Regions from separate parts of the Bombyx mori genome. Here region 2 is linked to region 1. A link is a contact called in public Hi-C data. All regions are on one chromosome and are shown on one strand. The core of a region is the stretch at or near the end of the contact, and the rest is flanking DNA. Distances in the headings are between cores, read along the strand shown.

The links. A called contact is a pair of places that touch in the nucleus more often than the background predicts.
Region 2: a contact with region 1 is called in a Hi-C map of whole pupa, with 2.4 times the contacts expected there. The contact joins the enhancer-like site here to the promoter of LOC101740740 in region 1. A contact is called at or near these places in 3 of 7 Hi-C or Micro-C datasets (midgut and whole pupa).

The regions. Positions count from the first base shown.
Region 1 is chr5:11,515,452-11,520,520 of ASM3026992v2, forward strand. It overlaps LOC101740740, which reads left to right and starts at 2,633. Exons shown (of 6, transcript XM_012693862.4): 1 at 2,633-2,905.
Region 2 is chr5:11,568,444-11,573,512 of ASM3026992v2, forward strand. It overlaps LOC101740740, which reads left to right. Exons shown (of 6, transcript XM_012693862.4): 3 at 529-2,158; 4 at 2,244-3,016; 5 at 4,107-4,236. Among protein-coding and RNA genes, the nearest start is that of LOC101740740, 53 kb to the left of the region's middle. Within about 2 kb of position 2,573, at least 7 of the 8 cell types and tissues checked have open chromatin away from gene starts, as enhancers often do.

The sequences.
Region 1 (5,069 bases), core at 1,383-3,882:
GGTAATTTTATATTATTTATAATTAATTTGCTGCTACGGGACACACGTAATCAGTTTGTAAAAATAGAAGTTCACAAACAGCATTTGCGTCAACACAAACAGATGGGTCCGCGATAAATATGGCAGCCACCGGCCACAAGCTACGATAAATACTAATTACTCTTCTGCATTATAAATAATTATTTATTCTATGTTTTATAATTAAACTAAAAATGTCCTGCGATTTGGATCGCTTTAAATTTTTAAGATTTATAATGAATTTTGCATTTAGACATTACATTTTTTTCGGGATAAAGAGTTAATTGTGTCACTCCCTCTCTGGTCTCTGATCTACCAGTCGATCTGTAAATCCACTGGTACGTAAAATCACGAATCAGTGAACAAGCTGCCGTGTTCACTACAGTGGATATGTTATTAACGCCGCCCGCCGCGCCGGTGGTGTTGCGACGAACATGTAATTTACCATGTTAAAAGTATCCTAAATGCCAATCCAGGTGATATCTCTATTGGTGCGAAATTTCATACAAATCCGTTCTGGGAGATTGAGTAACAAATATCCAAACATTCAAACTTTCAAATTAAAAATATCAGTATATATATTATAATGAAAAAACGAAGTAAGTTTTAAACATACTAGGAGGATCAAAAAGTAGTGAGAAGGAGATAGAATATAATGACAATTGATAACTTAATAATTTATTTTTATACATAGTCTCCGAGTCTCTCTACACACCGAGTCCAGCGCTTTTCCAAGGCTTCAAACCCTTTAAAAAAAAGTTTTGTCGTGGTCCTGCAAAAAGCTCTCCACGGAATCCATCACCTGGCTATCGTCTTCGTACCTATTTCCCCTTAAGTATTCTTTCAATTTGGGGAACACATAAAAATCGCTAGGCGCCAGATCTGGTTTATAAGGGGGGTTGTCAACTAATTCGAAGCCAGCTTGCTGAATGGCAGCCATTGCAACTGCCGACCTGTGCGCGGGTGCATTGTCGTGATGAAACAGCACGCCCCTTCGAAGCTTCCCTCTCCTTTTCTCTTTGATGGCATTACTCAACATGGAAATGAAAGCTGCCTAATATTGGCCTGTAATAGTGGTTCCACGCTCTAATCAATCAACAATATCCCTTCTGAGTCCCAAAATATTGAGGCCATAACCTTGCCAGCCCATGCCACGACACGAAACTTCTTCGGGGTCGGTGATGGTGGCCGTTTCCATTGCGAAGATTGCTGTTTTGTCTTGGGATCAAAATGACGGACCCAGGTTTTGTCCATTGTTACGAAACGAGACAAAAAGTTTTCAATATCGTCGAAATGTCAAGTCGATTTTGTTACTGACTGTCGATTAACATTCTCGGCACCCATCTTGCGGAGACTCTTTTCATATTCAAAGATTGTTCAATATGGATTGAAAACTTCCATATGAAATGTTCGTTTCTTCTATTAAGTGTCAGATGGTAACTCTTCGATCGCTCATTACAATTTTCTCGACATTCGCAACATTTTCTTGGGTGACTGACGTGGATGGACGGCTGCAACGATGTTCGTCTTCCGTGCCCATTCTCCCTACTCGAAATTGAGAAGCCCACCTTGCGACAGTGGAATACGGCGGAGCAGACTCTCCTAATGTTGCCTCTAAATCGCAATAAATCTCCTGCGTTGTTAATTTTTTTAAACAGAGGTATTTAATAACCGCTCGCATTTCGTTTTTCTCCATTTTCGAGAATACGTTCCGAGACGAAGCAAACAAATGACTACATTCAGAAAAAAAAACAAAAGAGAATCGAAGATTTTTTCTTTATTAATATTACAAATATGTATCTGAGCTATGCCGACCAGTATTCTTTTTTTTTCTTAGCAAGGAGTAGGTCGTCCTCACTACTTTTTGATACAGCTTTGTGTAGCTCACTGTTTCCTACCGATTTTCCTTTGAAGTTCTTCTAGGGACTTATCAAAGTAATGATTCCACTCTACCATCGTACAACCGAAGAAAAATGTATCCATTCTACCTTACTTTACCAGCCTTAAAGTTTATATGCGGGCCCAGTTACTCCAGATGATTCGCGATGACGAGAGCTTACCGGTGGTGGTAGTTCCGCAGTCAACACCGATAGGTAATTACTAACCTCATTGTTTTTGCCAAGAAACAGTAATACTTCCCGGTCTTAAGATTAAGACAGTCGCTTTACAATAAGATTTAGTCTAATTTCATGTCTCATGGTAAGAGGCGATCACGTTAATGTCTATGGGTTCTGGAAACCACTTTAAACCAGGTAGACCATGAGGCTGTGCAACGATTTAGGCCATAAAAATAAAAATTCAAAATTTCATAAAAATTCGCATTTCTGTCTCGGCAGCAAATAATGCAATTTTAAAAATATTAATGAAAATCTTTGCATAATTCAGAAATTTCGTACAAGTAAAAAGAAATTCAATTTTTTTTTTAGCATTACTTATGCATAGGCGCCTGAACAGCCATCATTGAACTGATTATTGTGCTAAGATGATAGTAATGCGAACTATGGTCGAATTTTATGCACGATAACTCGAACGCGTTCGGTATTGAATCCCGTTGCCGAACATTGCCGAACGCCGGACGCCGGCTGCCGAATAGGGCCGAATGAATGCAACTAACTAGTTGTAAACGAACGATCGTTGCGGTTTCACGTCTCTGTTTCATGTGCTCTCGCGAAACTAAGTTATTCTCTTCGTCACACACTTGTGACTGTAAGTGGAGTGAAACTTAATATAGTTTAATAAAAAATACACATTTACATCACGTGGTGCTTCACAATAATAGTATTCCGTGAATTTCTCAGCGGAATACCCCTGGACGTTTCGCAGACCATCAATTCTGTTTTTGTTACCATAGTTTACGTTGTGCCGGTGTACTAATTGTTTGTCGGAGGTAAGCATTTTCGTCAATAAGTCAATATACTTACGTCCATTTAATTGTCATATTCATTTTATTGTAATGTAATCTGTATTCCTTCTATTATAACTATACTGTAACTGTTGTAACTATACTGAGACCTTAGAACTTATATCCCAAGGTGGGTGACGCATTTACGTTGTAGATGTCTATGGGCTCCAGTAGCCACTTAACATCAGGTAGACTGTGAGCCCGCCCACCCATATATACAAAAAAAATATATTTGAAAATCTTTTGTTTAACTGATCATTTTGATGTAGTCACCCTACCAGTATTATGTGTGTCTTTCATGAAAGAGGTTGTTCTTGTCGACTGCCGAGGCTAATGTTAGCAAGTCCTCGCGTGGTTGGAATAGCCTCTTTGGCAACTGACAATTAAGTGGAGGAAAAAAAAAGAGGCAGTACCTACATTGGCGATAAGACAATGTAGCAATTTACAGAATGCTTAAAAACCGTCAGTTACGTGAATTGTTGTCAGATGCATTCACCGTTGTGTCTCTAATAGCAATGTATGCTTTTTTTTTAAAGTCATGGGCTTTGAGACTTTGATCTTTAAGGCTCCAAGCTCACGACTCTAAGGCTGTTTACTTGGAAATCTGCCACCGTAAAACAATTCATTCTTCGATGATCATGAAAAGAACTTCGTCGCGATAAAGAACACTGTCAGACAACAAACACTCCCTTTGATTATTTTCTAAGCAATAAAAATTTCCTTTGCCACGCTCAAGTCTATTGGGTCGGGCCGTTCGCTGACTAAAACCAGTTTTTGACCAGATGATAGTGTGTCATTATTTTATTCCTTGAGGTGTCTCTGTGTTCGGGTGTCGGTATTCTTCAATATTTCCTAACGAACGCTTTCCCATTATTAATATTCACTCTTAGACGTGTATAGCCCGAAAACAAAATAGCTATAATCATTATTCAGCGATGAAATGTTTATGCATGGATTTAGTTAAAGGGGCTTAAATGCCGATTCGTTAACCCGATTTCGATAGATCTCATATAACATGATCAATGAAGATTTCGGTTATGGGAACATAATAAACTATTTGTGAATTCAAAGAAAATGGAAACAAAATAGACCTTAAATAGCAATAAATCTGAAGATGAAAAAAGGTTTACTTTAGACAATGAGTGATTTGTCCGTTAATTAAATTTCAAACCTAGGGTAAGAGAATAGAGTCGAAATACCTTTAAGACGGAATCTGCAGAGACCAACTCCACTCCTGGCTTGTTGGATCAACGACGATTAATTACCGCTGTCAAAACGATTGGCCCTCGCAAAACGAATTAAAACTCTGTCTCAGCGCCCGTGATTGGAGTCATGAAGACAAAATCCCGGCCCTTATTCCCTGGAATTTACCGCAACATTACTTAAAGGGGCTTACGTAATGACAGTCAACGAGTTTAATTAAAATCTATATTTAAACAGTTGGAACATTGTTTTCTTCTGATGTTTACACTCTTTCCTTTTTTGGTTACGCGTAGAACAAATTATAAACGGGTAAAAAAATCTACTCATACTTTGTACATACATAAAAAGATCTAAACAGAATTTTATTAAGTAATATTGTGATAATTGGGACGTATCAGCAACTATTATGTTAAACACTTCCCAAATAATCGTGTGAATTTTATATATTTGATTGCACATTCATAAAATATTCAATTACATCATTCAATATATATAAATGAACAAACGGGTGGAAAGTATTCATTTAAGTAATTTAACATACACTTAAACCAACAATGGTATCATACAGAATGACAATAACTGTAAGATATGGATAATAAAAGTAATTAAATATAAATATTAAAGTAGTCTAAATAGTTTATCAAAAACATCAATCTGGAGCATTATTTAACCGATGTTTTTTTTTTGTTCTATCGTATTTTACCTGTGCGCTACCACAGCATTCATCTGAATGGGATTAAACTTTGTCAATGTATTCCTTACGCTTGCGTGAAGGTTGTATGTCAAGTATAATAATTAATCAGGCGTAGTATTGTAGCAAACGTGGTATGGACATCTGATGCGTAGAGAGAAGATGCATGTGACTAGGAGATGTATGGAAATGGTAGTGCATGATAGAGGTCGACCGAAGAAGACATAGATGGAGTGTGTGAATGACGTTATGAGA
Region 2 (5,069 bases), core at 1,323-3,822, 53 kb after region 1:
CCTACTCGCGCGGACTCACAAGAGGTCGTACCTTCGTTCGTATTCGCATCACTGCATTATGAAATCATGCGTTACATATAGGATTTGTCGCGGCTTTTTAGTATTTACCTACGCTTTACATAAGACGTCTTGATGGTTGTATAACAGTGGATTCAGGTGAACAAACATGGAAATTAGCTGCTACCGTTACGTAACAAGCATAGAGGAGGGCGAGGCACAAATAGTTTTCATACTTGACCGTTTGACTATTGTAAAGTGTATGCATTTCTCACCTTAATTAGATAAAAAAGTCTCGCATGTAATTAAACTATAATACTGGAAAATTAGTGTGAGACTAAAGCAAACTCAACAAACAAATTTGGATGTAAAATATTCTTTCATTCGTTCTTAAAGTTTATTAAGATTTAAGAGCATTGTAGAAAAACATCCGCGAACATTCGATTTCGAAACAAGCTATTAGAAAATCTGAATCCTAAACTGACTTCAAAATGTGTCAAAACAATGATTTTTGTTTATCTCTTATTTCAGATATATCGCCGGTACGCTACCCGAACAGAAAAAGTAGCGGCAGTTCGGTTGAAACCAACTTCTATAACCTCAACGATCAAATAATAATAGTTGAGAAATCTCCTCACCGTTGTAATCACGGCAGTGAAACGCCGGTCACCCGGCGCATATCTTTACAAAACGGCCCCACTTCACCGCAGGAGAACTATAATACATCGCGCAAAAATCGCGGCGGTTCCCTCGAGAAGGAATACATGGTGTTTCGAGAAAGACGCAACCCACTACTCGACAAAGTGAAGAACACCAAACTATCTTGTTTCAAATCCAACGGTCCTTTAAGGCATGGCGACGATGCAGCATCTACTTCAGAAAGTGACTGTAGCGGCTTCGGTCACATTGATGATGTAACTAGCTGTCGGTACAGTAACAATTTTTCTGACGCCCACCTTGAATTCGAGAACCAAAACCCTTGGGTGAAAATGCCAAATTACGACGATGAAGTATTTTTTGCCAAAAGTGTAACTAGTCCTGTAGAAAGTCAGTGGAGGGAGGGAAAGTCATTTATCAATAGAGGTACAAGATGCTACAGCTCCGGTTCAGAATGTGACCGATACCACGCTATACCTAAAGCCGGCGCAAAATTATCAAAATCTAGTGACCAAATCTTTAATGACGAATATGAACCATTTGATGAAGCTCCGATATCAATGAAATCTCAATACAAAAAGACTGATAAATTAAAAACTAAAGATGGTAAAGATTCTATTGGTCCCAGTTCATGTCTATCGGCAAAAATACGAGCAATGTCTGATAGATACTTAAAATCTTCTACGAACAAATTTTTCTCCAAGCTATACAAACCGGGAGGCGAAGCTGAAGAAGACACTGGAAATATCGAAAATGCAACCAAATCAACTAATGCTGTCAGTAAAAGTCGAAAAAAAAGAGGAGGAGTCAAGGCAAAATTACGTAGCTTTTCATATGGGGCTTTACCGGGATTGGACGATTTCCAAAAAAGTCATTCCGTCTTTCACGACGACGCGTATCAAATATCGTGTGACGATGAGAACGTTTTAATACAAGACTGCGAAGACGCCGACTCGGGTATTCTAGTCAACGAATCAGCTACGTCATCGATATTTGATAGTGATCGGATATCGTCTCGGTGTGAGAGCTCAGCTTCACAAGCTAATGCACTATTACCGTGTCACGGGAGAAGTGTGTCCGGTGATCAAAACTATCCAAAGCCTAGAATATCGGGTAGAATGAGCCGAGAGCGGAGGGACGGTCCAAGACCACGGCCGCGACATTCCCAAAGAGCACTTTCACTTGATCGCAAGGAAATTCTGAGGCGAATGCCAAAAACCAAACAAAATGAATACGATGAACCTCAATACCTCCAACTGACTGAAAAACAAAAAATGCGACAAAGGGATGTGACGTTAGGAGACGCTGGTATCCCTCCAATACCACCGTGTAGAAAACCAACTAGAGGTAGTAAACCAGATAAAAATGAATTTAAAGTTGTCAAAATAGTCCGAAGGAATCCAACAGATGAATTAGGTATTTTTATAGCCAAAACCAAGCTCACGGATGAGGGTCATATCGGATATTTAGTTGCACATGTAGTTCCTGGAGGATTAGCTGAAAAGTTAGTAAAAATACAATGTATATTTGTGTTTATTTTTTCCATTACAATTTTTCGAGTTTTCAATACAAGCATTATTCTTTTTCAGAGAAGGCACTCTGCGCATTGGGGACGAACTATTGAACGTGAACGGCAGAAGACTTCGAGATCTTACTATGTCAGAAGCTAAAGAAGCCTTGAAATCAGGAACTTCCGAAATTGATATCGTGATATGCAGACAACGCGATAAATCATCGACAGAACAAAGACAGCGCGATTCGTCACACAGAAGCGCAATCCTGATGCGCGAAAGCTCCGTTGATTACGAAAACGCAATAATATTAGGAAAGGAAAAACGTATTGATAAATATGACGTCAAAATAACTGGTCGACGTTCGCAGGATGAGTCCGCGTGTAATCGCAGCGCGCTATCAGTGGCGGACGAGGTGGCCGACAGTGCGGCCAACGCGCACTCCCACTTCCTAAAGGGACAGAACGCGACTTATAGTAGTATGAACAACAAACTGCTGCGTCGACAAGTGGTCAGCTATGCCGGGGCCAACAAGGACGGGCTCGCCCTCAGTTGCGCTGTCGACATTGCAAACGTGGACACCACGGACAGTGCTTCGGAGCGTGTTAAAGAAAAAAATGACAGTGAAATTGAAAATACACAAAACGCAACGAATTTCTGCACGCTACCCCGGAGACCGAGAGCGCCCACGCACACGTATCACACGATAACATTTGAGAAAGGTCACGGGAAGAAACCGCTCGGTTTTACGATCGTGGGAGGACGCGACTCGCCGCGAGGTCCACTCGGAATATTCATTAAGAGCATCCTTCCACAGGGCCAAGCAGTCGACGATGGACGACTAAAAGCAGGTACGTCACTTGATTGTATATCAATATCAGAACATCGATTTCCACTTATTGATAAAACATAGTTTTATTCGAGTTAATAAACATCGTGGAATGCAATTGATAAGAACGATATTGTCGTTTAGCTGCTTGATGACGACACGCAATAATAAAATCACCATTATAATAATGTAAATTATTATGTTATTTGTAGATCAAGTCTTCTACAGTAAGTAGCTTGTTCTTTATGCAAATGCTTACGTTAATGAGATAGTTAAAGTAATTTTATAATAACGAAAACCTGTCTGTTGGCTTACTATAAAACTGGAGTAACGCAACTATGTGTACATATTATATAGGTACATAATATAAGTATATGACTTTCAGCAACCGGATATTTAATGTACTAGAAAATGATTTGGGCGTACATTGAAAAATTTACTTATTTAAAAAAAATTAAACATGTTAGTGAAACATAGTCCCATTGGTTTGTGGCTATTGCTAAAATTAAAACAGTAGGCTGTGGCTTGGCTCTGCCCCTGGCATTGCTAAAGTTCACGGGCGACGGTAACCACTCACCATCAGGGGGGCCGTATGCTTCTATGCCTACAAAAGAAACAAAAAAAAATTACTATGAAAAACGTCCATTTATTAAAACTACTCGAGCGCCACCTGGATCATACGTTGATGGTGCCATTACCTATGCAGTGTGTAGTGGTACTAGTCAGTACCTTTAGTGCCAATTTCACGAAGCTTCAATTTGTGACTCCAGTATATGCTTTATTCACGTATCAGAAAGCTAAGGTACTAAGCAGCGGAATACTTTTGCTTAGAACATTAATTGTCGATTTATTTTTAATAAAATCAAATATAACATAACACTGCATATAAATAATTGAAACTCCAAATTAGTTTGGAGTGTGATCGGGATTCAATAGTAAAACTGTTAAAATCCCCATTATATTTGCTACTCTAAAATCGCATTAAAAATTCGTTACCTTATGTATATATTATTATATTCTTAGAATGGCTTTCAATCCAACACTCAAATGTCGGTAGCTCACAATACTCTGTTTGTGATATTGAATGAAAATTTTCGTAAAATATGTTTCAGGAGATGAGGTGTTGGCGGTCAACGGTCAGGCGTGTCATGAACTGGCTCATGTAGAAGCGTTGGCACTATTCAAAGCAGTCAGGTCCGGATCTATAGAGCTCAGGATATGTCGACGAGTCAAAACAGCGCAGTGAGTATGCAGTAGTTGAGAGTAGGCAGTTTCGCGATTCTGATCCGGTAGTAGATTCATTCGCGATGCAGCTACTCTTGAGTTGTTAGGTCTCCTTTGAAGACGCTCGTCTAGCGGTTAGCAAATCCCACCCCTCCTGGCTGAGCCCTTGCTCGCCCACCTGCCCTAGTAAAACTGCAAAGGCCTCCCGGCCACCAGTAATTTCTAAAACATAAAAAAGTGTAGGCAGTAGCTTCTGAAACACTTAACAAACTCGTTCAAGCGGTAAAGCGCTTTGTTTTTGTAATACACAAACTGAAATAAATACTAAATAGAGCATATTGTGAACTCTTTCGAATTTGACGAAGAACTCTTAACCCATAGACACAATCTACAAGAATGTACAGCTTATGCCGCGACCGATAGATGGCGGTAGCCCTGCTTTTAAACATCAAAATATTTCGAGTAAATATAACAATAAAATTGTTACTTGTTAGGTTTGTTCACAATCATAAATTATTTTTAGTCTGAATTTACACAATCCACAAGAATGTACAGCTTATGCCGCGACCGATAGATGGTGGTAGCCCTGCTTTTAAACATCATAATATTTCGAGTAAATATAACAATAATAAAATTGTTACTTGTTAGGTTTGTTCACAATCATAAATTATTTTTAGTCTGAATTAAAATTCCCCTGTCGGCTCTGAGACTAGATCGAGTTTTCAATATAATAATTATTATAATAAGCGACTGTCTCACTCGTATTTTCAAACAGTAATGCACGACTACTTCGCGCCAGAAGTACGCAGAATGATATCGTGCAGGCTCTTAATACGTCCTGGTGTTAAAAG